Regions from separate parts of the Anas platyrhynchos genome. Here region 2 is linked to region 1. Evidence: chromatin contacts called from public Hi-C data. All regions are on one chromosome and are shown on one strand. Each heading gives the region's core, a stretch centred on a gene start, on an enhancer-like site or on the middle of the called end of the contact. The rest is flanking DNA. Distances are from core to core; before and after follow the strand shown.

Region 1 (5,200 bases), core at 1,107-3,606:
AACAAAAAGAGAAAAAAATCTGATGCCTGAACAAATACTCAAATGAAAATCTGGAAAACTAAATAAGCCATCTGAGACTGAAATGCCGCGATACAAACAGCTACAAGTAAAGCAGAAACTTTTAAACGTCTGTGAAAAAGGAACTGCAGGAGAAAATAGGACCAACGTGAACCAATTTCCAAACACAAAGCTATACCTGCAGGCAAACATTTATCTAAAGGAACAGAATGTTCCGCTATTTAGGATCTCATAAGAAAACATGTCCTGCAAAAACACAGAGACATTTCCAGGATTCAGCCGGATCAGTAAATCCAATCTGTGTTATGCAGCATTTCTAATACAGCTGATATGCTAAAGGAAAAAAAAAAAAGGCAGATTTCCTCCAACAAAACCAATTACACGTGTTGAGCTGTAATAAACAACCTACTGTCAAAACAGCATTATTTAAAACAACTGACAACACTCCGTATTCGCTGCTGGTTTGACACACAAAGTACTGGATGGATTCGGAGAGTTATCAGTCTATCAGTCACCCTGGGAGATTTATTGCACTCAAGTCAAATAAAACTCAGGGAACTGTTTAACTCTTGATCTTCTAGCCTCTGCAGAAGGAAAAGGAGAATGAAAGCAGTCTGGGAAAACACAGAGACTCTCTGAAGCAGAACTTTTGCTGGTGTTAATTGTCACAGCTCCACTGCGTCCTACTCCTTCTAAATCCATCTGTCCATAGAGATGGCACTGCCACACGGCAAATACACTCGTATACCCCAAACAGACAGACATTTAGAGAAACGGAGAGAATATTTTCAAAAGCTCAGTTATTCTAAAATCCAAACTTGTGAAAATGGTGCCAGAAAGGCACCTTCCTCCGAAAATCCCTTTCAGGTGCCCTAAACATCAGTGTTGTTGTGTTTCACATTTCACATGTTCCACTGTGAAAATGTGTTTCTCTTTGTTCCCTGGGAAAATGAAGTTTGAATACTGGTACAGGCCACTGGAACAGAGCCCCAAAGACCCCAGGAGCCTGGAACTTTCCCCTTTATTCAAAAACACTGCTGAAAATCACGATGGTAAGTGTGCACATCAACGCAGACATTGATGAGGCCTCTGTGCTTCTACCTACCCTGTTTTAGACAACTGAAGGCAGCGAGAATGCCATGAACTTCCCTAGGCACAGGGACAAGCCCACACCTCTCAGAGCTTAAACCTGCTTTCTTTCCTGGGAAATCCTACAGCCAGTGAACTCACCAGGAGCTTCACCTAAAAAACTTAACTCATTTTAGATTTTTTTATTTCTCAACAATAATCTCAAAACAAAGCAAGCATTATCAGTGACCTAGCACTGCATAAGGGTAAGCAGAACTCCTAAAATATTTCTTTTCCCTTTCTTTTCTTGTTCGCTTTTAATTGCGAAGTAACAAAAGGGACTCTCACTGTTTGGATCACTTTCATGAAGAGCAGTAAACCCACAGACCCGGTCTTAAGGAACAATTGGTCCTGATCTGCTTTCTAAAGCTAACGAATAGTAAAAATAAAATAAAATAAAAAAGATTTGCCTGTCATGGGAGTTGGTCAATAAAATGCAACAGTGTTTATTACAACATTTAAGGTCTGTGATTAAGAACACCAAAAGGCCTAAACTAGAAAGGGTTTTAGCCTGTAATTTCCCTACAGTCCTGGCCTGTACTTCCTTATGAGCTAGCTCAGCAGGGCTTTTCTTCCATGTCCATCATCAGCTTGTAATTATTGCCATTCTCAAAGCTATGCCAGATGGGCTCTTTAGAAGCCGGCATGCAGCTTGTTTATGAGAGAGCGAGCTGTAATATTACTCTACACAGAGACCTATCTGGTCCTAGTCAAAGAGCCATCGTGTTCCCCCCTCCCCATCCCTCCTCACTCTCCCTGCTTCCCTACACAAACCTCTCGGTTTCAGCCTGCTGCCCCCTGCGACTGGGGACAGCACGGGCGAGACTGTAACCCAGCACGGGGAGGCTGCTCGCTGTCCCTCACCCTATTTATTTCTCTATTTATTTCTTATTTCTCTATTTATTTCTTATTTCTCTATTTATTTCTTATTTCTCTATTTATTTCTTATTTCTCTATTTATTTCCCTATTTATTTCTCTGTATTGAAACGGTGCAAACCAGACACTCAGCGAAGACACCGGCTTCAGGGCTTTTTCCTGCTTTCTCCCACTGCCTTCCTCCTCTCTTCACTTTCCTTCCTTCCTCCGAGCAAGCACTGGAGTTTAGGGACAGGATCTCCCCTCGCTGCGCCTAGCGGAGAGGATAAACATTCGTGGCGAGGTTGAGGTTAAGCAGCCGTGCACGGCAAGGCAGGGAATGGCGCGAGCGAATAACCCAGAGTTCATCTTGTTCTAGGCGGTCAGCGTTAGATATCTTGGAAGGCCAGGACAGTGCTTCTATCAGTAGTTAATGAGGCAGGACTTGCAACAGATAGCCACTTCGAGCTTACAAAAGCTTTCAGATGGCTCTGTTTACTTTGATCCATTTCAGTTCATCCAAGCCTTTTTTCTTTTCCTTTTTTTTTTTTTTAAACCCTCCCCCTCCCCACAGCCACCCCAGATAAACTGCCTTCCCCCTCTCCCCCCCGACTCCTACCTCCAACAATAGTATCATTTACCGACTTTTATACTTCACAAGTTTGAAGATCTTTAGTCAAGTTCTGCTACAATGGCATACAGAAAAAAAAACATGGCTCTTGAGAGCACCACCATAAAGAGCGCGGGAGGGGAATCTGGCTGCAGAAACGTAATTAAAAAATCCGACTGCCGAAAGATAAATGAAAGGAAAGGGGGGGGTGGGGGTGGGAATAACAGGAAAGGCTGCATTTTCAGGAGAGATTTAAAGTTATTTGTTCCTGATTGGGGGAACTGCTCATTCTTTTATCCCTTGTTATTTTATCCATGTGATGCCAAAAGAACTTTCTTTGTTAAAATGTTCTCAGAACGGATAAAACTAATTTGCTGGAATGTGAAATAATCCAGAAAGTAAGAGGACTGTGCCTAATGTTCACAGACGGAGAATGCCAAATTAACCGGCCACGGTTTCCAGTCCCTGGGGCACAGGGCTGGAATTTAAAGCTTCCGAAGAGAGCCCTGGTGCTAATGGATTTGCATGAAACTTGGCATGCTAATGGAGATTGTCTCTTGTAATGAGCTTTTAATTAGGTCTGCTTGGTGCTTGACCTTCTTGTAATATGGGGCCACTCCTCAGATGACAGCATTTCAAACCCACAGGTGTGGAGAAACCGTGCTTGTAAACACGCAGGGCTTTACCCAGCATTCTTCAAATCCGGACACTTATTTCCCTCCAGTTGCCTGCCTCTTCATCACTTATTATTCTTTCCCTCCCCTGAACATCCTTGCTTCCTTGATTATTATTTTGAAAGAGATTTCATGTCAGTTGTTTTTGTTTTCTTGTCTATTTCAAGATCATGTTCCCAGCCAGTGGGAAAACAAAAAAAAAAAAACAGCAACAGGAACCTGATGGAAGCATACATGGGCAGCCCCAGCGTGGCATGGGGATGGGTTACAGGCTCTGAGAGCTGTGATTCCCACTGTCCTTCCAGAAAATAAATGTGGGGACAAACTCCTCTGCTGAACAGGCAGCCAAAACAGCCATCTCTGGACATACACGCATCAGCCCAACTGCTGAGGGCTGTTTGACATTCTGAACAGCTCTGAACACGAGTAGCTGTACTTGTGGTACATGTATTTTATATGTAGTATGTGCTTTATGCGTGTCCTTGTAGTATAAGTTATACCATAAACAGTTTCTTACCCCTCACCGTGGCTGTCTGAAATCATCACTTCTGCCTTCCATGCTTACCGTCTGCCCTCCAAACGCTGCCAAATGCGGTAACAGACTGGAAGGCAGCGCCTTGGGGAGCTGTGCGAATCCCTTCACACAGAACCGAATTCTCACAGTGCAGGCTAGCAGTCACCATGTTTTCCCAAATGCTCCAGCTCCTCTCACAGGCTTTAAAAAGAGAAAAATCTCTGAAAGGAAAGAAGTTGGGTGTGAACCATATCAATATGTCATTAAAGAACAATGGATACCAGTAAAAAATGTAAATCATTCTTCTGGAGCAGCCTTTTCTGCCGATTCTGCCTTTTAGGAATATAATTACCAGTCGACATCAGAGGATACATATTCATAGATTCATAGAGCATGAGGCCAGAAGAAACTATTAGATCATCTCGTGTGATTTCCTACGTATCACAGGTCATTAACTTTCACAGGGTTACCCCTGTGCTGAACCCAATAATTTGTATTTGACCAGTGTCACTTGTGGCTGGCCGGCACGTACCTTTTACAAAGGCAGCAAAACACGGAGAACCTGTCAGTTCTTTAGCTCCGATCTTTGGGTTGTTTTAATGATTAAGTTCCCCTTTCATTAGAGAGTCTCATTTGTAGTTCAAACAACTCTGTATTTGGCTTCTAGCTAGCAAGTCTCATTATGTATGTCTTTAATAAATTAAAAATACCACCTCATGAAGTATTTCATACCTGTGAAAGCACTTCTTCTTTGAGACCTATCCACCTTCTTTTCACAAAATCTAATTGAAATTAGGAAGTCTCTCCCAGTAAGGAATACATTAAGCAAGGACTGCAGAGCTACTGTCCCAGCAATGAAAGTGAAAAGGCTCCCAGAAACAAAATCTATCGAGCTCCACAATGGAGAAAGCTCACTAAGGTCACTTTAGATATCTACATTGGTGATATCCACCTTTGAGCTTGTCAGGAAAACAAATGAAATAGGCAATTTAGGAAATAAATTATCTGAGCTGTTTCAAGCAATCATTATGGGAAGAAACTGATATGTCGTAATTCTCTTCGCTCGTTATTTGTGACGCTAGATAAGTAGCTCAGGTGTGGACAACTCGCTGTTAACATCTGTATGTGGCCCTGCTGTATTTACATCCGAGTGAAAAAAAACATCCCTTCATGCAGAAGCTAATTCACATGAACCTGAAATTGAATAAAAACAGCTTTTCTCTTTAAACTTTACACACAAAAGTAGGAAAACCTTAATTGCCTTCATAAATACCGTGGCTCTATCCAAAATAACCCTCAAAACCTTATTATTGCCGAGGTTTGAAGCTTCCCTTTTCTTTCTGGAGCAAAGACTTCAGATGGAAAATCTGAAAATGAACGTTTCAGTCGAAGCAAAATTC
Region 2 (5,200 bases), core at 1,980-4,479, 46 kb after region 1:
CCAAAAGAAGGCAGCGGTACACTGTTCTGTTAATCTCATAAGCCCAGATGTTCGTGAAATGAAAAACAGCCCAAGTACATGACCTTTCATACTGATGTAAAGGAATGTTTAAGATATGATGGGATGTTATATATCACAGGATGTTAAAAACATCATGGAAAAATTCAATATGGATAGCAAAAATTTAAAGAGTCAAATACTTATAAAAACATATATCTGATAAGATGCAAAAAAAACCTATCAAATCAGATTATGCTTTTCCACAGGCATAATTTTACACACTTTTATAGACACCAGTGCTTGTAAAGTGTCAAAGTACAATAACGGCAGGAATTACTGCCCATAGAACTGCTGCAGTTTCTTGCACACTTTCTCCTAGCCCGCAAGAAACCGTTCACTCTTGGGAAGATGTGCTTTATTCTGGCTCCTATGCACAATAAAACGTTATGCAGAAAGCACCCTGCAGGCAAGAAGTCTGTGGACTTTATTGCAACCTGCTCTTGGAGTCAATTCTCAAAGTAATTGATTAATTTGGAAACAAATTAATTTGTGGAAATGAGGCTCTGAAATAAAATTTTATTTGACTGTCGGTCACCCCCTTCTCTTCTAGCACTGGTGAGCAAGCACAATCCAAGAACCAGAGGTATTGTTGGGAGCTGGGCAGGGAAAGTCTGTGTGCAGACAGCAAAGAATTCAGACATAATCTCTTGGTCTTCTCCCTTGTTTCTTTTCCTTTCAGATGCTTCAGCGTAAAACATGTGGTTTACACTCATCTTTGTGTAAACTTCTCTGGAGTGAGTTTCAGACAGAGGGCAGTCCCTCTGTAAACAAGATGGACAAAGCTGACACTCAGAATGTGTGGGAACATGTGTCTATTGTAGCTCTTCGTTACTCACACCACCTGCCTGGCGTGCATTCTGCAACCACACAGCGCTACGGGAAGCAACGGCAGACAGAAGAAGAAATTCACCGAAATCCAAAAATTTGCCCCCCACTCCCTGCATGCCCACCCTGGCTGACACTGAAACAATCTGGCCTAGATGAGGGGAGCGCGGGGCAAGTTTGGGAGGTCAGTTTACACACGGGTCAGCTTATACGTGAGTGTATACAGTATCGGGGTCTGTTTTCTATTTGCTTGTCAAATACCAACACCATAAAGAAAGGAATAGTACTAAATCCACCATTTTAACCTTACACATACCCACAATTACAGCTGAAATAACTCAGCAATTTTTGAGTTATACGAGTGCAAAGAAAGCATCTGTAACCAATCACCTATTTTTTGTTGGCTTTTTTTTTTTTTTGGCAATTCTATATCTTAAAAATTGTGAATGCAGTTCTAGTTGTTTTTTTTTTTTTTTAAACACAACCTTGTTAAAAAAAAATAAAAAATAAAACAACACATGTGCTCTCAGGCTGAAAACACACATGCCAAATTCAGCCTGGAGAGAATTTTTACGGCTGAGTTATAAAACCCTGAAAATGGGGATTTATAATGGAAATGCTGACAGACCATTAACTACAATAATAACATAAACGGAGCAATAGAATTTCCAAGTTATCTCCTTTTTGTTTGTGTCAGCATTCCTGCAGCGAGAGGCTGCACAACGCACAGGCAGCGTTACCAGCACGTTGCTTTGGTCCTCTCCTATGGCGTTCGCAGAACACAGCGAAGCAGCAAAGCATCGTGCACGTGCTGTCATGTCTCCTGGTGCATCCCATTCTTCAGTCAGCTCCTAGCATCCAATTTTGGGGTCTGTGCTTTGAGAGGAATCCTGCCACCAAGCAAAGCCAAGCAGCAGGACGCCCGTTCACCTGTTTTGCTCTGTGTCCTGCCAACGGGAGAGCAAGTCACTGTGTGCTGATGCCACGCCGCAATTTCCATTGCCCTGCACGAGCTTTGCTTCCAGCTTTCTGCGTGAATGCCCAAAAAAAAAAAGAGGGTGATGATAACCACTCGTGCTGGCTGGTGTGAAAAGGGGGCACATCAGGACCCCTAAACACTACAGCTACACACCGTATGCCCTTCCTCTAAAAGCACAAACTGTGTCTTCTCTGGGAAGAGGAATATAATGAGAACATGTAAACTATCAGGCCGCTCGAGATAATTTGCTCCCTATTACAGCCAGGGACAAGTTGTTTAAAAATAAAATAAGCAATGGCCCACGCTACAGAATCTGTGTACTCTTCCAAAAAAAAAAATAGCTCTTAACGGTGAAGACGTGTTTAGCCCATTGCTAGCATGTTGCTAGTTTATTACGAAGCACGTACTCCTAATGGAAACAGAACCTCAAATTCACTGGGAATGAAAGAGGATGACAGATCCCTGTACGTTTACAATTTTGGCAGATTTGGGGTTTTGAAAGGTACTCCATTTCACTGGACTTCTGACTCGCTCCCTGTCTCATTTGTCCTCTGCATCCTAAAACACCTGACATAACATAGCCGGTATCGTTATTCCCATTTTACAGATGGTTAAAGCAAGGCACAGTGGTGAAATAAATTCCTAAATATTAAATATCAGGTTGCTTCCAAAACCCAGGAAAAGGACCCAGGTTTTCTCCTCCTTATTTAAGTAATGTCTGCTGTACAACCACAGATTTCAACCTTTTTAAGGGTAAAAAGGCTAAATATGATGCATGAATTGACAGAATCCATCTGCTTCAGAGAAGCCCTGGTTCACTCCAACAGTGACTAGAAAGCTGCAAAATCACTACAATTATCTTTTCACAATAATCCTGTACAAAAACGGCAAGTTTCAACAGAAGAAGAAAGTAGCAAAGCAGTCCTTTTCTGCAAGCACCATCAGTGACTTCTGACAGCCCCTCCCCGCTCCTGACATTCAGCAGCTCCCGCGGAGGGGAACCGTTCTCTTCAAGCACATTATTCTCCTCGCTTATCTGCATCAAAAGAACGAAAGCTACTAGTGGCCAGAAATCATTCAAGCTGCTTCCCTAAGTACTTCTGCCACTATTGCTTCCTTTTGTCCAGCACACGTGTCTCAGCCTTGTCTATGCTAGAGATATTTGGCATGCTCATCAGCTTTTGTCCCCCTCGCATGCCTAACACGCTGCAGAAACGCTCCCAATGGTGCGCAGGCGCTCCCGCCACTGTTTGGATTAGAGGGCTTGTAGATGACACATAACTTTGTCTGTTGTTTACAGCCCAGGATGATACAACAGACATTCAGTTGTCCCAGTGTCTCGCCAAGATTAGCACGTGGAAGAGCAGGAGCCGGCTGAGGCAGCCTCAGCAGGACAGAGGTTAGGCTTGTGGGCAGAGGGAATTGCTCCGAGGAGCACTGCGGTTCCCTGCGAGCGAGGACACGTGCTCACAGATTATCGAGAGCCATCCACGTTCTGAAAGCTTTGTTGACTCCTTGCTGATGCCACCCCTAAACCAAGGGTTATTGCTCTGGAAACAGAGCTGCCAGGCTGCAGAACGCTTCCTGCTGTAGGCAAAGCTGCTGGAAGCATTTCCACCTTCCTGTCCAAACCCATCCTAAACCTCTCCATCCATTTGTACAATGCACAGTTCAACTCATCCAAAAAACAACAAAGGGATCCCTCCCTCCATTAACTTCACTCCAACATCTACACAATCTAGGCAGGTCCATGCTTGGAAAGTGGAGAGAAAAAAATTGAGTTTTGTTTGTTTGTTTTAAAAATAAGTGATGCAATTAGTGGACAACGGAGTGCGTACCCGGCAAGCTGACTGCACTGGGGAATGGCAATACGGTGGCTATTCGCCGAGGAAACCTTACCTCAACAATCTCCACCTTGCTGGCACTGCACAGAAAAGGTTGGCACCTTGGAGCTTAACAACACGGAGCTCCTCACGTTCCTGTCCTATGCACTCATCATCAAAATCCAACAGCAAAAACTAGAGAAGCAGGAAATGCTGAATTAGGGTAACACTTCCCCCCCACCAACCATCACACAGCCCTAATTCTGTCCCTGCAGCAGTGCCAACCAGCATAACTCAAGACTGCTCAAGTCTGTTTGAACTCCTGAGCGGCCAGCTCCAAAGTGAGGAGTAAGTGCATGGCTCCGAGCCACGTTTGCAGAACCTCCCTGCCAATTTCTGGCTTGTACTTCATACTCCCCAGATGCAGGTTCATGAGCCATGACAAAATTTGGGGGCAAAGAGGAACAGATGCACAGAATCATTTCTCCTGGTTTGAGGTTTCAGCAGGAATGCTCCAGACAGCTTTGGTCAGGGTTGAAGAGAACAGGCAGGCAGCGCTGGGCGGTGATGGGAGCTCAGCACCTGCCCTCACCCCGCTCTGCACTCAGCGGTTTCACTGTGTCATGTTGAGAAGAACAAACATTCGCTATGTGCAGGCCTGGCTTTTAAAGTTACAGAACTCTACGTGATTTATAAGGTGTGATTACAAAGCTGTTTGAATTTTAGAAAATTAGAGGGGCTAGATTTTTTTTTTATTTAGTGCTTAAATTGGTTTGGCTATTTGTTTCATTATGGGAGATCAAAAATAATCCCGGTACTCCCAATGAGAAGTAAAGAGCGTTTGAATATGTTGGAATAACCTTAAAAGCAGGTGGCTACCTTATTAAGTGTTAAATATTCAGAGCTGAAATACGAGCCCGTTTCCATCTAGGGCGTGCAGTAAATGGCTTCCACATATGAATAGCAGCCCATTAGCACAATAAAAAAATAATTAGTTATCCAGTTGAAATTAGAACAAACGTTCTAAATGCAAGAATTTCAACGGGTCACTTTTATTTCATAAGCCATTGTGCCAGCTGCATAGCCACGGTTCCCCTCATCTAAACAAACAGTGCAAAATAGAAATAACTGCTTTGAATTGTTGTACCCACAGTTTGGTATTTGTAGGACGGGAGATGAGGGGGACATAGAGGTTTGGATTCATCACGTACACAACAGAGTACCTCCAAATGCTCATTTCCTAACAAGTGCAGGGATTGCATGGATAGAAAAGCAGCCTTCCAGGATAAGGTACTTGCTTGAGTCTCCAGAAACCCTAACCTAGTTCAGTGAGGAGAACCGAGATTGCTCTCAACATCTCCATGGAATACTAACAGGCCTCACCCCTGCACACACAACCCCACTTGTTGAACTCCTGATTCTTTTGGAGTGAAACACTCACTGGCAGGTGGGCTCTACAGGGCCAAGTGTCCGGGGTTAATAAACATGCAGTCTATCAGCTTGCCTGCATTTT

Evidence for each region. Hi-C and Micro-C count contacts between places; a contact is called where the count stands out from the background.
Region 2: a Hi-C map of small yellow follicle shows a contact between it and region 1, with 2.6 times the contacts expected there. The contact joins two enhancer-like sites. A contact is called at or near these places in 3 of 8 Hi-C or Micro-C datasets (F1 follicle, F5 follicle and small yellow follicle).

What each region holds. Positions count from the first base shown.
Region 1 is chr5:3,929,180-3,934,379 of IASCAAS_PekinDuck_T2T, forward strand. No RefSeq gene overlaps it. Among named protein-coding and RNA genes, the nearest start is that of BMP4, 81 kb to the left of the region's middle. Within about 2 kb of position 2,357, at least 5 of the 8 cell types and tissues checked have an H3K27ac peak or open chromatin away from gene starts, as enhancers often do. A contact at or near this core is called in F1 follicle, F5 follicle and small yellow follicle, where this site is marked.
Region 2 is chr5:3,973,957-3,979,156 of IASCAAS_PekinDuck_T2T, forward strand. No RefSeq gene overlaps it. Among named protein-coding and RNA genes, the nearest start is that of CNIH1, 46 kb to the right of the region's middle. Within about 2 kb of position 3,230, at least 5 of the 8 cell types and tissues checked have an H3K27ac peak or open chromatin away from gene starts, as enhancers often do. A contact at or near this core is called in F1 follicle, F5 follicle and small yellow follicle, where this site is marked.